2 separate regions of the Mus musculus genome follow, and region 2 is linked to region 1. A link is a contact called in public Hi-C data. All regions are on one chromosome and are shown on one strand. Each heading gives the region's core, a stretch centred on a gene start, on an enhancer-like site or on the middle of the called end of the contact. The rest is flanking DNA. Distances are from core to core; before and after follow the strand shown.

The links. A called contact is a pair of places that touch in the nucleus more often than the background predicts.
Region 2: a contact with region 1 is called in a Hi-C map of liver, with 4 times the contacts expected there. The contact joins two enhancer-like sites. A contact is called at or near these places in 1 of 15 datasets of contacts at CTCF or cohesin (the NIH/3T3 cell line), 3 of 484 Hi-C or Micro-C datasets (CD4 T cells, the MNK3 cell line and liver) and 1 of 115 datasets of contacts at active chromatin or transcription factors (liver).

Annotation. Positions count from the first base shown.
Region 1 is chr10:96,650,820-96,658,705 of GRCm38.p6, forward strand. No RefSeq gene overlaps it. Among named protein-coding and RNA genes, the nearest start is that of Btg1, 38 kb to the left of the region's middle. Within about 2 kb of position 3,467, at least 36 of the 459 cell types and tissues checked have an H3K27ac peak or open chromatin away from gene starts, as enhancers often do. A contact at or near this core is called in liver, where this site is marked.
Region 2 is chr10:96,921,254-96,929,139 of GRCm38.p6, forward strand. No RefSeq gene overlaps it. Among named protein-coding and RNA genes, the nearest start is that of Gm46240, 24 kb to the left of the region's middle. Within about 2 kb of position 3,013, at least 26 of the 459 cell types and tissues checked have an H3K27ac peak or open chromatin away from gene starts, as enhancers often do. A contact at or near this core is called in liver, where this site is marked.

The DNA of each region.
Region 1 (7,886 bases), core at 2,217-4,716:
ATATTTACCCTAATATTCATAAAAGTAGCAAAATTACAGTTATGAAATAGCAACAGAAGTAATTTTATGGTTGGTGGTCACCACAATATGAAGAACTGTGTTGAAAGGTTGCAGCGTTGAGAACCACTGCTCTCTGTGACTCCTGGGGCTATAACTGTGATCATCAGACTTGGAGGCAAATTCTTAACAGATGAGCAAAAATTGCTGGCCCATAAACTGATTTGTTTTGTTTTTCTTTTGCTTTGTTTTGTTTTTTCAAGACAGGGTTTCTCTGTGTAACCCTGACTGTCCTGGAACTCACTCTGTAGACCAGGCTGGCCCCAAACTCAGAGATCTTTCCGTCTGCCTCTGCCTTCTGAGTGCTGGGATTAAACACATGTGCCACCAAGGCCCAGCCACAGTCAAGCTTCACAACACACAGATTCGAGTTCTAATCACCTATTCTAATGTTTTCTTTCTTCCTTTCTTTTCCTTCCTTCCTTCCTTCCTTCCTTCCTTCCTTCCTTCCTTCCTTCCTTCCTTCCTTCCTCCCTCCCTCTCCCTCTCTCTCTTTTTTCTTTTATATCTTGGGCTGGTTTATATATGAATATGTGTAAATAGATATGTCATTGCTCTTGTTTAGTATTTAGCTTTAAAAAAAAATCAAATTTATTTTTTCTTTCAATTTCACATTTTGTTATTTTGAGTTCCTTAAGATAGTTTTCTATTCATCCCTCTTGAAGCTAGTTATTGTTAGCAGATTCTATTTCATAGTTGTTATTGTTAGCATATTCCATGTTGTTCACTAACTATAAACAATACACACACCACATACCATACAGACACCACACACACACACCACATGCACACCACACACATGCACACGCACACGCACACCACATACCACATGCTCACCACATACAGACATACCACATGCACACCACACACATACATATCACACACACCCCCCACATTCACACTACACACATACACATCACCCCCCCACCACACACACACCACACACACATACACACACACCACATGCACACCACACACATACACACACACACACACACACACACACACACACACACACCACACATGCACACCACACACATACACACACACCACATGCACACCACACACACATACCACATGCACACCACACACAAACATATACCACATGCACACTACATGCACACCACACACACACACACACACACACACACACACACACACACACACAAGTTTTCACAACACTTCCTCTGCTCCAGTGTGATGTGATTTGAAAGGAAAACCATCAAAGATGGCTTTTTTTTAATTCAGTACACTTTGAGTGCTGGTGAAGTGCCAAAATGTTTAAGTGCCCTGGCTCCTGGGACTCCCCCATGTCCCCCTTCTTTCTCTGTTCCAAAGAATAAGATCTATTATTTGTTCTGTCCTTCGCTATGTCCTCTAGATTCTTGGATGAAATTCACAAGGAGTTTTTAAAGCCTACTTGCCCCTCTGATGATGGCTGGTGATTTAAATTTGCATTCTAATGTGGCTCTTAAGAGAGCAGCCTTAACCTTCCCTGTGCTTTACCGTGAAGATTTAAAGAAAGGCACATGGTGACCAATACTTTGTATATATCACTTGTTCATGGTGTGCTTTCAGTTTAACAAGTGACCCTTTCTTTGTGTGTGAGGTGTATGGTATGTGCATGTGTGGTGTGGTGTGTAGTATGTATCTGTGTGTGGTGTGGTGTATGTGTGTGTGTGTGAGCGTGGTGTACATGTGGTGTGTATGTGGTGTGGTGTGCATGTGGTATGTGTGTGTATGCATGTGGTATGTGTGTGTGGGTGGTGTGCATGTGATATGTGTGTATGCATGTGGTATGTGTGTGTGTGTGTGTGGTGTGCATGTGATATGTGTACATGTGTGTGATATGTGGTGCATGTGTGTGGTGTGTGTTGTATGTGTTTATGTGTGTGTGTGTTTGTGTGTATATATATATGATGTGTGTGACTGTCTTTCATATGCAAACCATAGTCCTCAAAGGCCAATTTTTTGTGTAATTTCTCTTCCGAGTTCAGTTTACATAGTAATGCACATGATAAAGACCTAGTGAATACTTCTCATTGATCTTGGTGTCTTTGTCTTTAAACACTCCTTTTGATGACCGATAAATGATCAGAACCAACGACTGCTCTGACCTCTTGCCTTTACAGTAGGTCCGAAAGAGATCATCCTTAAATAGGTTTGATCCTGTCACCGTGTACCCATCAGGACTTCTTGTTGCCTAGAGATCTTGGTCCCAACCCTCCTTTTTTATTTTACACATTCTTCCAGAATATTCAGGGCCCTGATCATTATCACTAGCGTAACCTGTATCCTTACTGACACAGCGGACTCCAGTCAGTGGTTTCTGTCCTTCCTGGACAGGCTCCACGTATTCTAGCTGCTGACCTTTGCTCAGCCTGTCTGCCCTCCAGGGGCACGGGCCTTCTCTGATTGGCTTGTCCTCCATGCCCTCTCCTGTCTTCCCCACAACAGTCTGGGCCAGCCCTGTCCTCCCCAGCTTGTCTCTTACCTTCATCACTAAGCAGCACCCTTGTCACCCATCTCCAAGATCTTCCAGACACTTCTTGGTAAAGCCACCCAGGACCCCTCTTGCCCTTCTCTTCCCTCTCTTACTCTCTTCCTACTAAAGTTTGGGTACTGCATAGCACATCCTTCAGTATACACCTATATTTGAGGTCATTTGATAAGGGATTATTGCCTCCACTTTAAACTTTTGTAAGTAGCCTGTGCTGCTTCATCCCGGCCTCCTTGTATCTCCTGTAGGCCACAAGGGATGCATACTAAATATTGATGAATACATTGTTGATAGTAAAAATAGTAAAAATTCCTGTCCCTACCTCTTACCCCCATTTACCCTCGGGAATTGTCCCAGTCTCCCATTCAAACCCTTCTCTCTCTTTCCTCCAATCCCTTCACACTTGCTGATTCTCTAATAGATGGAAGTTAGATCAGAAAAAATGCTCAAGGTCCTGTGTAGGGATAACTATTAACACAGGCTTTTTAAATTAAATTTAATTTAATTTATTATTATTATTATTATTATTATTATTATTATTATTATTTTGAGTTAGTAAGTTTTGTAAAAGCCAAAAATCTTTGTTAAATTTCAATGGTTTAGAATGTACCATGCTTTCTGTGACACCAGAGGCTGGGTCAGAGACCCATCAGAATTCGTAGCTCTTTCATTGTACTTTAAAGACAGCCACTCAAGTCCCAATCTGTGTGGGTATTCATTAGGGAGACTGGGACAGCATTGGAACTTCATGCTGTAGTGCTGGTGAGCTGATAAGGTAGTGTTCTCGTAGCAACTGGTTTTCTTTTACACATCTACCTGGATAATCATTTTAATAACATCTAACAGATAATGATAGCCAGGAAACGGGGCAGAATAATGATTAACGAATCCGTGTTTATCCAGTGTACCCAACCCAGAAACAAACCCTCATGGAAAAGTTCAGTCCTTGTGTATTCAGATCTGCTTTTAAGGTGTAGAACACTACAAGTTCATTGCTCTAAATTTGCCTCAGAACATAGTAACTTTGTCCTTCAGCCAGTTTTTGCCAGCGTTTCACTTTAACTAATGGGTGGTCTATTTAAAAAAAAAAAAAAAAAGACAAAACAGTTCTTAAATGTGGCTTCACACCATTAGCTTTGGACTCCAACAGAGGGTTTGGGAAATTTCCTGGGGCCTATGTGTAAATTTGAAATTACAGGAAAAGACACAAAGGAATAGGGAAAGCTGTGGTTATCCTGCTTCCTGGAGCGGGTTAGTATCAGTCCAGCCTCGCAAGGCTGTGTTCTGAGAATTTTCTCACCTTACCCATGGTGGGAGTGAGCAGGAGATAACACACTTTATTTGCTTTTTCTGTTGCTGCAGAACGAGAGACAAAGCTTAAGAAAGGCCATACCTCGGCAGACAGAAAGAGGAAGGCGCGGTCTAGAGCTCTGAGGGTATTGAGATCAAAGTCACTCAGTTTTGCAACACACACCGAGTGTACTCATTAATTGTTTCTTGGGTGGGAGAGATTTCCTGAAGATGAGACCACATGTCTCTTCTTAAAGACCAGACTAGAGAGGGAAAAAAAATGGAGAGATCAAATCCCACTTCTAGAAGAAGCGGCTGAGGTTTCTGGATTGCAGGAGATGTTTTCAGCGAGGGGCTGGGGTCTGTCTATTATAGCATAGAAAGAAAGACTGGGAATTGTCAGTCTTGGGGGATTATTTAACTTGACTTTATTTTTATTGGTTAATTATTTTTTTTAAAACCTTTGTGATTGTCTCTAATCCTCATGAGTACCAAAGAAAATGGCCCTTTGTGTCAGGGCTGGGGTGGTGAGGGGAAGGGAGAGACAGCGGTTCTCCAGGGCAACACTGGAGTACTAAGGGAAGGGGGAGTGGGATTTTAGATAGCAAGAGCTTGGAGAACCAGTCCTACCAGGTTTTGTAGTTTAAATAAGCTCTTGGGTGGTGTTAGCTGTATCACACATGTGCTAAGAAAGGTCCATTGTCTCTGGAATTCCATTTCTTGTCAAAATAAAGTGTTTAACCCGTGATGTTTAAGGTTATATTCTAATTTACACTCTATTACTCAATTGCTTTTAAACAATCTGAATTTTTTTTAAAGGATCGGAGTTAAATATAGTTGCTTAAAAGAAAGTAAAAATGGACTATTTTGTCTTCATTTAAAAAAAAAAAGATTTATTTACTTAGGTGTCTGCATGTGTCCTTTGGTGAGTGTGCATCGTGTGTGTGTGTGTGTGTGTGTGTCTGTGTGTGTGTGTGTCTGTGTGTCTGTGTCTATACGGACCAGATATCATTGGAAGCCATGGAGCTGGAACTCCAGATGTTATGAGCTACCCCATGTGAGTGTTAGGAGCTAAACCTGGGTCCTCTGAATGGAGAGCAATGGCTTTTCTTTCCCTCCCCATTTGGTCTTTAGAGTGGCTGGTGTTCAGCACATGAGACAGCATGAAATCAATCAACATGGATACTCTTCAATAGCAGCAAGGACTCTTTAGTGCTGAGCCATCTTCTCTAGACCTAAGTGCACACATTACCAGGTGGGTTTGAACCACCGACCTTTTGGATAACTGGAGGCGAATTTGTGTTAGCAAATTGCACACAGAGTAAGAAGTTCCGTAAGAGGGATGGTGATCAGTTCAGATGCCCCCACAGTCTCCTTTATTCCCTCTTCTAAGTTGCTGAGAGACTCATAAGACTCTTAAGAGGCTGTGTTTCAGGAGCAAATCTGGGTTAATGTCCTGCTGGGTGTGAGGACATTCAGTTGTAAATACAGCTCTAGATACAAACCTAACACAGCTGCTTCTGTCTGAAACTTTGAGCTGGGGTGTGTAAGTGTCTCCTCCCCATTTTGTACTGGCCTCTGTGACATTACCATCTCATGTGTCCTGAAGTTCCAAGGCTCTTGGAATTCATTTCTTGGCTGTTCAGCATTACACAGCCTTTCCTTGGGGTGAGTTAGTCTGAGTGTGGCGACAGCTATTTCATCAGAGATCATCATCATGTGTCTCACTCAGACTTTCCTAATGGTGGCTACTGCCAACAGGAAATGATCTGTATGTGGAGGGCTGTGTGTGAAATAAGAGTTCAGCACTTGGTATTAGACAACGTCCACACACATGCATCTGACAGTGAGCATTGCATCAAACGAAAAGGTTCTTGTCTCTCTTCTTGCATGATTCTAGCAACAGCAAGTCAGCTTCAGTGCGCTTGGGTAGCTCGAGACCTGACTCTGAATAATACAAGATCCGTCTGTCTTTGAATGTTCTCTTAGGAATCCCCGTGCTCATTAGCACCAAGAACAGATTTAGATCATCCTTCTACTCTGTCTTGAAGTCTGAGATTTGTGACTGTTAGCCTAGATTAATGTGTGTGTGTGTGTGTGTGTGTGTGTGTGTGTGTGTGTGTGTGTGTGTGTGTGAGAGAGAGAGAGAGAGAGAGAGAGAGAGAGAGAGAGAGTCTCTGAAGGCTTTTAGAGTCTTATAATGATCTCATGATTTCTCAACCAGCTTTTGTCTGGACTTAAGACATCAGGACAGACATTCGGGAGGTGTGGGGTTCATGGAAATTCCTTCCACCAACCAACCCAAACATTCCTCTTATCAAAAGTTTCCAATGGTCAACTCAATGAGTGACACCTGACCCTCAAATACTTTCCTAAATTGGAGTGTGTTTAATTTAGCTGATTGTTGTATACAGTAATCACGAAAGGCTTGAGTATCATGTGCTCTACCCGTAGGCAGTATTGCAAGGCAATTGCCTTGTCTTCCCAGACAACAGGAACTCTTACAAGCTTTCTGAGTTGAATCCATTTGCCGTGTGCACGCTCTTCTCTTTGGCCTGTGATCTATTTGCCATTTGCACGAGTTATTTTAATGGCTGACAAAAAAAGAAAGGTTAAGAAAAGGAAAAAAGCCAATAGACAAAGAAAGAAAAGTTTACACACTTACAAGGTATCATGAAAGTCTTACCAAGAGGACGGAGGCGAACCACAAAACAGGAAAAAAGAGTCATGAAGGACATTCTAGGTAAGAAACTATTCTCTGAAATATACAAATAATTCTCAAGTCTCAACAGTGAGAAATCAAACAATCTAAAGATGAGCCACAGACCTGAGCAGATAACACACCGAAGAGATAAAGATGGAACATAATCATGCTAAAAAAAAAAAATGGCAGCAATGAATTGTAAATTAAATGAACAATGGCTCACCACTGCATGCCTATTAGCTCCAATCAAATCTTAAACACTGACACCATCAAATGTTGATCAGAACATAGAACACCAGAAACTCTCATTCACTGTCAGTAGAGATTCCAAAGAGTCTTGCTATCTGGAAGGGTTTGACAATTCCTATAAAGCTAAACATGTGACTTTCATATGATTCAACCATCATGCTCTTTTGGTATCTATACAATAAGGCTGAAGAATTATTTATGGCAGATATGTAAAGAAGCTTATTCATAATTGCCAAATTTTAGAGGCCACCAGTTGTTCTTCTATAAGGGAGCAGATAGGGTATGATATAGCTAGAGGGGGTATAGCTTAGTACTACAAACAGAAATAATACCAGTCATAAAAGGCATGGAGAATAGCTCAATGTATATTACTAAATAAAAGAAGCCATTCTGAGGAGATTATGTAGTATAGGATTCTAATTGTTTGACACCGGGAAGTGACAGGCATCTGGAGACAGTAAAAACTCAGTGTTTCTCAGAGGTTAGGTGGTAAGAGAGAATGAATAGACAGAGAAGAGAGGGTCCGGTCCTTCTGAGAGGTTCCATGGAGGCAGTTACGTATTATACATGTGCCCAAACTTAGGGAAAGTCTCTAAGTAGAAATGGACTCTCATGCAAACTGTGTATGATTGACAGTAAGGAAGCGTCAAGGTAGCATCGTCAGTTAATAACAAGCGTTCTAATCCTGACTTGAAAGGATGAGGAAGGCTATGTGTATAGTGTATCTGTGGGTGTGGGAGGGTGAGTAGCGGGTTCTCTGTACTTCATATTTGGTCTTTTGCTTACTATGATCTTATAAGTGAAAACCTACTTGGTTTTATGTGAGTGTGTGTGTGTGTGTTGCATTCATGTAGAAGCAAGAGGAAGATGTCAGGAGTTTTCCTCTGTCACTTTCAGTGACCTAAAGCACACTTTTGAGCTTCTGGAATTTACCTTCATGTCTCAGCCCTGGAGTTTCAGATAGTTTCAGCCATGCCTGGCATTTTCTTTTTTAAATGAGGACTCTGGGGATTTGAACTCATATCCTCACATGTGCTCTCACTAATGAGCTGTCTCCACTTCCCCTCTACCTTGCTTTACAATGTA
Region 2 (7,886 bases), core at 1,763-4,262, 270 kb after region 1:
GAAGCTGGAAGGCAAGTTAACACTAGCAGATATAAAAGAGACCTTGCTTTGAGACAGATGGGAGGAAAGAATTGGCTCCTGATAAATTGTCCTCTAAGCTCCACATGTGTTGTGCAGTGGGTGTTATCTCTCCACTCAACACACCCACTCACTCCAACCGGCCCCATTACATGAATACATTTAAAAAAAAATCATTACAAATGGCAAATAACTAGGACTTGGGAGAAGGCTCAGTTGGCAAAATACTTGTTTCACAGGCACAAAGATTTGAGCTTAATCTCTCAAAATCCACATAAAATTGTTGGGTGTGGTTGCACATGCTTGTAACTCCAGCAACGGGGGGGGGGGGGGGGGGGTTATGGGGCTTACTTAGATCGCTTAACCTAGTAGGTGAGTTCCAGCCAAATCTTTTTCTCTCTCATTCTCTTTCTCTCCCTCCCTCCTTTCTTACCTCCCTTTCTCCCTGTCTTCCTCTCTCCCTCCCTCCTTCCCTCTCTCTTCCCCTCTCTCCCTCCCTCATTCCCTCCTTCTCTCTCCCTCTCTCTCTCACTTCCCTCTTTTGTTCTCTTCCTCTCCCCTTCTCTCTCCCACTCCCACCAAGCCAAGTAAAACAAAAACAAGGTAGTTTGGTACCCAAAGAATGGTGCCTGAGACTGATCTCTTGCTTCCACACCTGGGTGCATTTATCTGCACTCACATTCAAAGAGACACCTGCATTTGCACACATATAAACACACATACATATGTACATAATTCTAAATGCAAATATGTATCACAAGATGAGGGAACAAAAAAATCATTCATAAATGTAACATTATACAGGAATGAAAATGAATAAGCCATAACTCCATATAATATAAGTGAATCACAGCTATAATTGAGAATCAAGAAAAATCTCAGAAGTTAGATAGAACATAATAGCCCCCCTTAAAAAAATACAGAAACAGCTCAGCACAAAAATATTGCTTAAGTATATGCTATACATAATAACATAGTAGTATTAAAAAGTAAGATTCTTAGCTCAGTCTCCTATAAGAAAATGCTATGGTTGTTGGAGCTTACAAAACCTATAAATACATACTTGACAGTTCTAGAGGCTGGAAGTCTAAGATTACAGGGCCAGCATGATTGTGGTTGGCCTCCAGTGCAGGCCCTCCTCTGTGTCAGATGGGTGGCTTCTTTCTGTGTTCACACATGGGTACGAGCTCAAAGGGTAGGCAAGCTCTCCCACGATCCTCTTAGGGCACCGACTTCTATTCACCCTCCATTCATGATCACAATGAATAGGAATTATCTCCCCAGGATTTCATCTCAGAATAACCCCAGGTGGGATTTCAACATCTTGGAAAGTCCATAAACCCAAGGGAATAAAAATAAAAAGGCAGGATGACATCAAACTTATAGGAAGACAAATTGAGGAGTGTCTTAGGGTTTCTATTCCTGTGAAGAGACTCCATGACCAAAGCGACTATTATAAAGGACAACATTTAATTGGGGCTGGCTTACAGGTTCAGAGGTTCAGTGCTTTATCATGAAGGCTAGAAGCATGGCAGCATCCAGGCAAGCTTGGTGCTGGAGGAGCCGAGAGTTCTACATCTTGATCCATCTGCATCCAGAAGACGACTGTCTTCCAGGCAGTTAGGAGGACAGTCTCAAAGCCCACCCTGTACAGAGACACTCTTCTTCTAACAAGGCCACACCTCCTTATAGTGCCATCCCCAGGGACAACTATATTCAAACCACGATGGGAAGGAACCCAGATCTTTGCAAAATGTTACCAGTGACATCACCAAATAATTGGCACGGAACTGGCCTCATAAATACTCGTGAAAAAAATGGATGCATAATTAATTAAAGTAAGTGTGACAGAAGGTGCATGGAATCTGTGCATGCTCATGATCTATGAAAACGAGAACTTGAACAAATAATTTTGTATGGAGAGTTTGTAGTCTACTGCCAACGATTGATGCTCATTGACACAGTATAGAGTGATATGGTAGACAACTCTTAAGTCTATACTAACTGAAAAGGATAGACAGAAATATTCCTTCTCATGGGTGACAGTTGACATTTCAGTAATATAATGTATGAATCTCTCCGCCCAAAGGAGTGGGGTCTGCTAATGTGTCCACCAACTTCCATCCTGTTAAGCTTGGACCTTGTCCATGATGGTCACTTTGTCTCTGGTGACTTTATGCCACACCTCCATGATGATTTTTCTCCTGTTTTCATCCTGTTAGAATGCAGTTACTGCATTCTACATTCTGCCATTTTGATGGCATCCATAGCTGCCTAAATTGGGGGGGGGGTGTCTGTCATTTACTTCACATAACTTTATACATCTTGATTCAAACAGTTTAAAATTTAAGACTTGAAGCCTGAAACCCTATTTCCATAAAGTAGTTGTGTTCTTCATGAATATAATTCAGACAGTGTGGTCTCCTTTGATCACTGACAAAACTCAGCACATTCAACTGAGGCTCCAAAAGTGTTATCTTCCATATATATCCTTGTATACAGATGTATTGGGATGGAGTGATTCCCGCAGATACAGGTTAGACTAGGAATATGTTTATATGCTTTGCTCAAACATCTGTGTTGACAGAAAAGCAGTTTTCCTATCTTTGGGTCTTTCATACAAATTGATTGATTTTCTGAAAATGACCTATTTCATGCAGAAGATATTGCTCAGTTGCTTCCTCGGCACATAGGTTGGATGCCCAGGATCTCATAAACCAGATGTGTCTCAGGACACTGCCTGATGTCTCCAGACTCAGAAGTGGGTAAGTGGGCAGGGAATGCTGAGATTCGAGATCATCTTCTGCTTAAAAACAAGCTTGAGTTTGATGCCAGGATGGGAAATGTAAGGCCCTATCTCAAAGAAAGAAAAACAAAATCTCCATAATATTTTAAAATCTCATCACAAAAAAAACATTCAAACTTCAGGGCAGAAGTGATTGCTTACCAATGTTCAGCCTTGCCAGTCTCTCAGAGCTAGGCAGTAAATATTTGTTGAATGAATGACTGTCCTCCCATTAAGCAATGAGGCTGCTTTAGCAATCAGACCCCTTAAATGGCATTATTTACTTGCTGAAAATGTGTTTTCCATATTGGCTAAGTTGTTTAATTTACATAGGCCTGTTGCCATACTGCTCTGTCACAGATCAACTGCAGAGCACACCCATCTCTTTTCTGACCTCCTTCTCACATCTAGACATGTTGAAAAGCAAACCCAGCTGTATCCATTTTGATTTAACAGCTCAGCCCTGCCCCGCCCCACCCTGCCCCTCTACCTTTAAATTGCAATTCTTTGATTTTCAATGCAGAGTTGACATGCCCCAGCCTGGTCTGTGATTCCACAAACGCTTTAGCTTTAGGTTATAAAGCAGACTCAAGTGGAGTCTTGTCTGCTTGTTTACTGGACTGTTTTAGAGACTGTTCAAATCCAAATGGCCGGGGGTGGGGGTGGGGGGAGATGGAAATTTAATGTGTTTCAGGCTTCGGTGCCTGAAGGTAAGGCAGACATTGGGTTTACCACTGCAGGTGAGCAGAAAAGACCTTTGAGCCTGAGCTATCCAGGTTTACCCCAGCAAATATATATCATACTCAAATGACAGGTTTTCTGTCAAATACTGAATGAGACACACCCACTCAGGAAAGTTGAGCAATTCTTTGCTTGTTCAATACTTTAATCCTCAGCTCAGTTAAACAGAAGCTCCAGCACACAGGACAGAAAGTACAGCAAACATCGGGCATGCCAAACACGACGGGACCTTTGCTGGCATTAACTCTGCCCTTTACTTCACCACTCCCCACTGGAAGAACAAGTTTGAAATTTTTTTTCTCTTGCCCTGGAAGCTGTTATTCTTATGACAAAAGACTGAGATCAATCACTATGCCAGCTCCACATCAGTCATTTGAAAGCATGACACAAGGGCAGGAATTACATTGAAATTTTAACATGTAAAGTGGTGGTAATGTGAAGGAATTGGTACTTGTTGACTATCCAAGAAAGGTTGATGCACCGTAATTCATTCGTAATTATTTATGAACACAAATCAGAGAGTTTTGAGTTGGGCTCTCTGTTAGCCATGGAAAGGAAAGAAAATGAAATCTCTTAAGAAGTCTGCAAAGAGCTGGGGAGATGGCTCAGTGGGTAAGTTGCCTACAGTACAAACATAGAGACCTAAGAAGAATCCATATGAAGAAGCCCAGAGCGGTGGAGACAGGCAGATGCCTGTGCCTCATAAGCTAGTCTACCTAACCTAGTCAGTCAGTCCCCGGTCAGTGAGAGACTGTCTCATAAAGTAGACAGCTTCTGAGGTGTAATATCTGAGGCTTTCCTCTATCTTTCCCATTCGAATACATGTAAAATCGAAAAAGAAAAATGCCAAACATGCACAATTCAACAGGTTCACATAGGTCAATATAATACCCATGATAGATACAGGTAGCATCATGGGATGAGCATGTAATAAATTTTGTGTCATTGTGTTGTCATTGGGTCTCAGTAATGTTTCCTTATGTCCTGGTCCTGGTTAGTTGTTTTTTTGTTTGTTTGTTTGTTTTCTGTCAACTACACACAACCTGGATTCCCCAGAGAAGGGGAATTTTCAATCGAAACTTTGCCGTGATCAGACTGGCCTGTGAGCATGTCTGTGGTGGACATTTTCCCAGCTGTTGACTTATAAGGAAGGGCCCAGCCTGTTATGAGAAGCACCAGCTCTCAGCAACTGGTCCCTGGATGCATTCAACAGCTACTTGGGCCTAAGCCAGAGAGTGAAGCAATAGACATTTATATGTTGTTTCTACTTTAGTTCTTGTTTGAGTTCCTGCCTTTACTTTCCTCAGTGATAAAGGACTACTTAAAAACTGTAAGTTGAAATAGAGTCTCTCCTATCATGTTGGCTTTGGCTAGAGTGGCTCATTATAAAGACAGAATGAGAGGAGAATTTGCTACTAATCAATCAAATGTCAAGCTCCTTGTGTCCCCTATTACAGGACTGTCTGGATATTTTGTATTGTACCATAAGGGTGATCCTGCCAGTAGGAAGCAGGAAAGGACATTAGACAAGAGTGGCATGTACCAAGCACCTGTGGCATAAAAAAATTAGCCAGTTCAATAATAGAAGTGCTGAGATTTTTCTTGGTAAACCAGAGCATGTTTGCCCAGAGAAGCATCCACAGTAGTTGGAGCCAGACCAGCTCATCCTTGTCTGGCTCTGGTCTGGAGTACAGTAGCTCCAGGCAGGGTCATTGGGGAAGAAAATGTAGCCAAAGCAACAGATAGTAGTATCTGACCAAGTGGAAAAGGCCCACTGGAGTTGCAAGTGACCTAGAGGATAACATGGCAGCCATAGTCACCCTGTAGGGCAGCAGGTGCTTCAGTAGGTCTAGACATAGCTATCTCAGATTGACAAACTTGTGGTGCACAGTTGGACATAATTGAAAGACAGGAAGCCTGGGGACAGGCTAGGAAGCTATTATAGAATACCAAGAATAGATGATATGGACCTGTGTTTTGTGACACAAAACTAGCTGGTTTTGTGTCAACTTGACACAAACTGGAGTTATCACAGAGAAAGGAGCTTCAGATGAGGAAATGCCTCCATGAGATCCAACTATAAGGCATTTTCTCAATTAGTGATCAAAGTGGGAGGACCCCTTGTGGGTGGGACCATCTCTGGGCTGGTAGTCTTACTCTTACGTTCCATAAAAAAGCAAGCTGAGCAAGCCAGTAATATCCCTCTATGGCCTTTGTATCAGTTCCTGCTTTCTGACCTGCTTGAGTTCCAGTCCTGACTTCCTTTGGTGATGAACAGCATCATGGAAGTGTAAGCTGAATAAACCCTTTCCTCCCCAACTTGCTTCTTGGTCTTATCCAGGAACAGAAACCCTGACTAAGGCAACCTGAAACAAGGCAATATTAAAGAGGTCATGTTCAATAAATGCTTAGGAGACAGAAGGCATTGGTTTTTGATGAGTAATGAATATGTGGTTGAGAAGAAAAATGGAGAAAATGCTTAAAGAGACCATCATTCGAGATGTGGGTTGTGTATAGACCCTGCAGCTGGCTAACCCTCATCCAGTAGCTAGGGCACACGACTCAGTAAGAGCAGAGTGACAGTGTCATCCTCAGTCATTATCCTTACTTACTACCACATCTGTGCATCTATTCCTTCCATTGCTACAACCTAAGCCTTTTACTTCTCAAAGGAGAAATGTTCCCACCCATGACACTTTAGCCCTCTAGTGAACTCAAAGCTATGGCTTACAGTCATGTTGTCTTCACATGACTGACTCTGGACCAAAAAATTGGGGCCAGAATGACTCTAATCAAATATAAAAGTGAAATGCAGTCCACTCCTGAAGAGACCCAATATCAAATATGGAAGAGGAAGACATTTGGTGAGGTCCAGAAGTGCAAAGATGAAAGGCCAAGAACAGGGTTGCAGGCAGGCAGCACAGTTACTTTCCTTTCAAAAGGAAGGCAAAATGATGTCAGCAGGCTATATAGTTTTATTTTGATGTATAAAAATCCTCACATAATTGCTTCAGAGAACATCTCTTGGGGAAAATGAAGTGTATCTGTATTTAATTTAGCTGCATTTTCTCAGTTATGACAACATTGTCCAATTTTTAACAAATAATAATGCAGATAATTGGATAAAAGAGAATCCTTGGTGGCAAGCTTTCTACTACTTTTTTTTGCCCCTTAGAAATTTGCTTTCTTGTGCATTTGCACCCTATCTTATAAAATTGTGATATTTTAGGAATTCAAAATATTTTTAAGATAATGACCAAAATGTATTAACCAAACCCCAGGAAAAGTGCAATAGAGCCAATTCATTATTGACTTCAGCTAATCTCTTTACCTTGTTCTGATTCCTTATATTTATTCTGACAGACAGTGAGAAGGTAGAAAATATTTGCTTAAATGAAATGATCCAGTTTTTTTTTTTTTCCCAAATAGCATCTTACTTCTCATTTCCAATTGGAGGGATAATTTGATGAAACTGGTGTTGTGCTGACAGTCAGTAAAGGGCTATGTCTAAGAACAAGAGATCTGGGGTCACAGGAAACGGAATGCCAAAGGGTAATCACTGATGGCAGCTGCATTGCTGTGCTCAAGCTCATTAAGCTTTGGGGAACACAGGCATGTGATTTGTATGAGAAGGATAAGAATTAGAACTACCTATCATGGTTTTTGTGGAGATGAGGTAGTGCAAGTGAGTATTAAGCTCTTTTGGAGACTGTGAGAGATGATAACACACAGGCTCTCTTGTTTAGTGATGGCAGTAACCTATAGTAGCATAAGAGCAATAGTGATAGTTGTGGTTGAAAGCTATATTTCCAAAAACCCAAGCTAAATCCTGACCCTCACACCTGGATCTAAAGCCAATGCCTGTACGACTTGCTCATGTTGTGAATTTTAATTAGGGAACAAAGCCAGTCACACTACTGACGCAAACACAACCCCAGCACCACATTTACAGCCTTGGAACAAGAAAGATGATTGTGAAAATGAAGGCAAGGCTCTCTTCTATCACAGAAGAAGAGCCATTGCATATCTATGAGACAGACCTCTATGCCTTTAGACAAGGTATGACTATATCTGTATTGCCATTGGTTATCTACAGCTTGTTGAGTTGTGAAACAGCTTCCATAGAATCAATATTAAGGAATGGAAGGGAAGAGTGCTATAGGTAATATTTATTTTCCCACTGATGTACAACTTTCCTGTATGCATATGTGGTAGCATTAGTATTTCTGGAACACAAATAACATATGTGACATTAACATCCCCCAAAGAGCTTAAATCTCAAGACACCTGAAAAGGAACACAGCACATGTCTGACTCAGTGGGGCTGCTGAAAGCCTGTTGT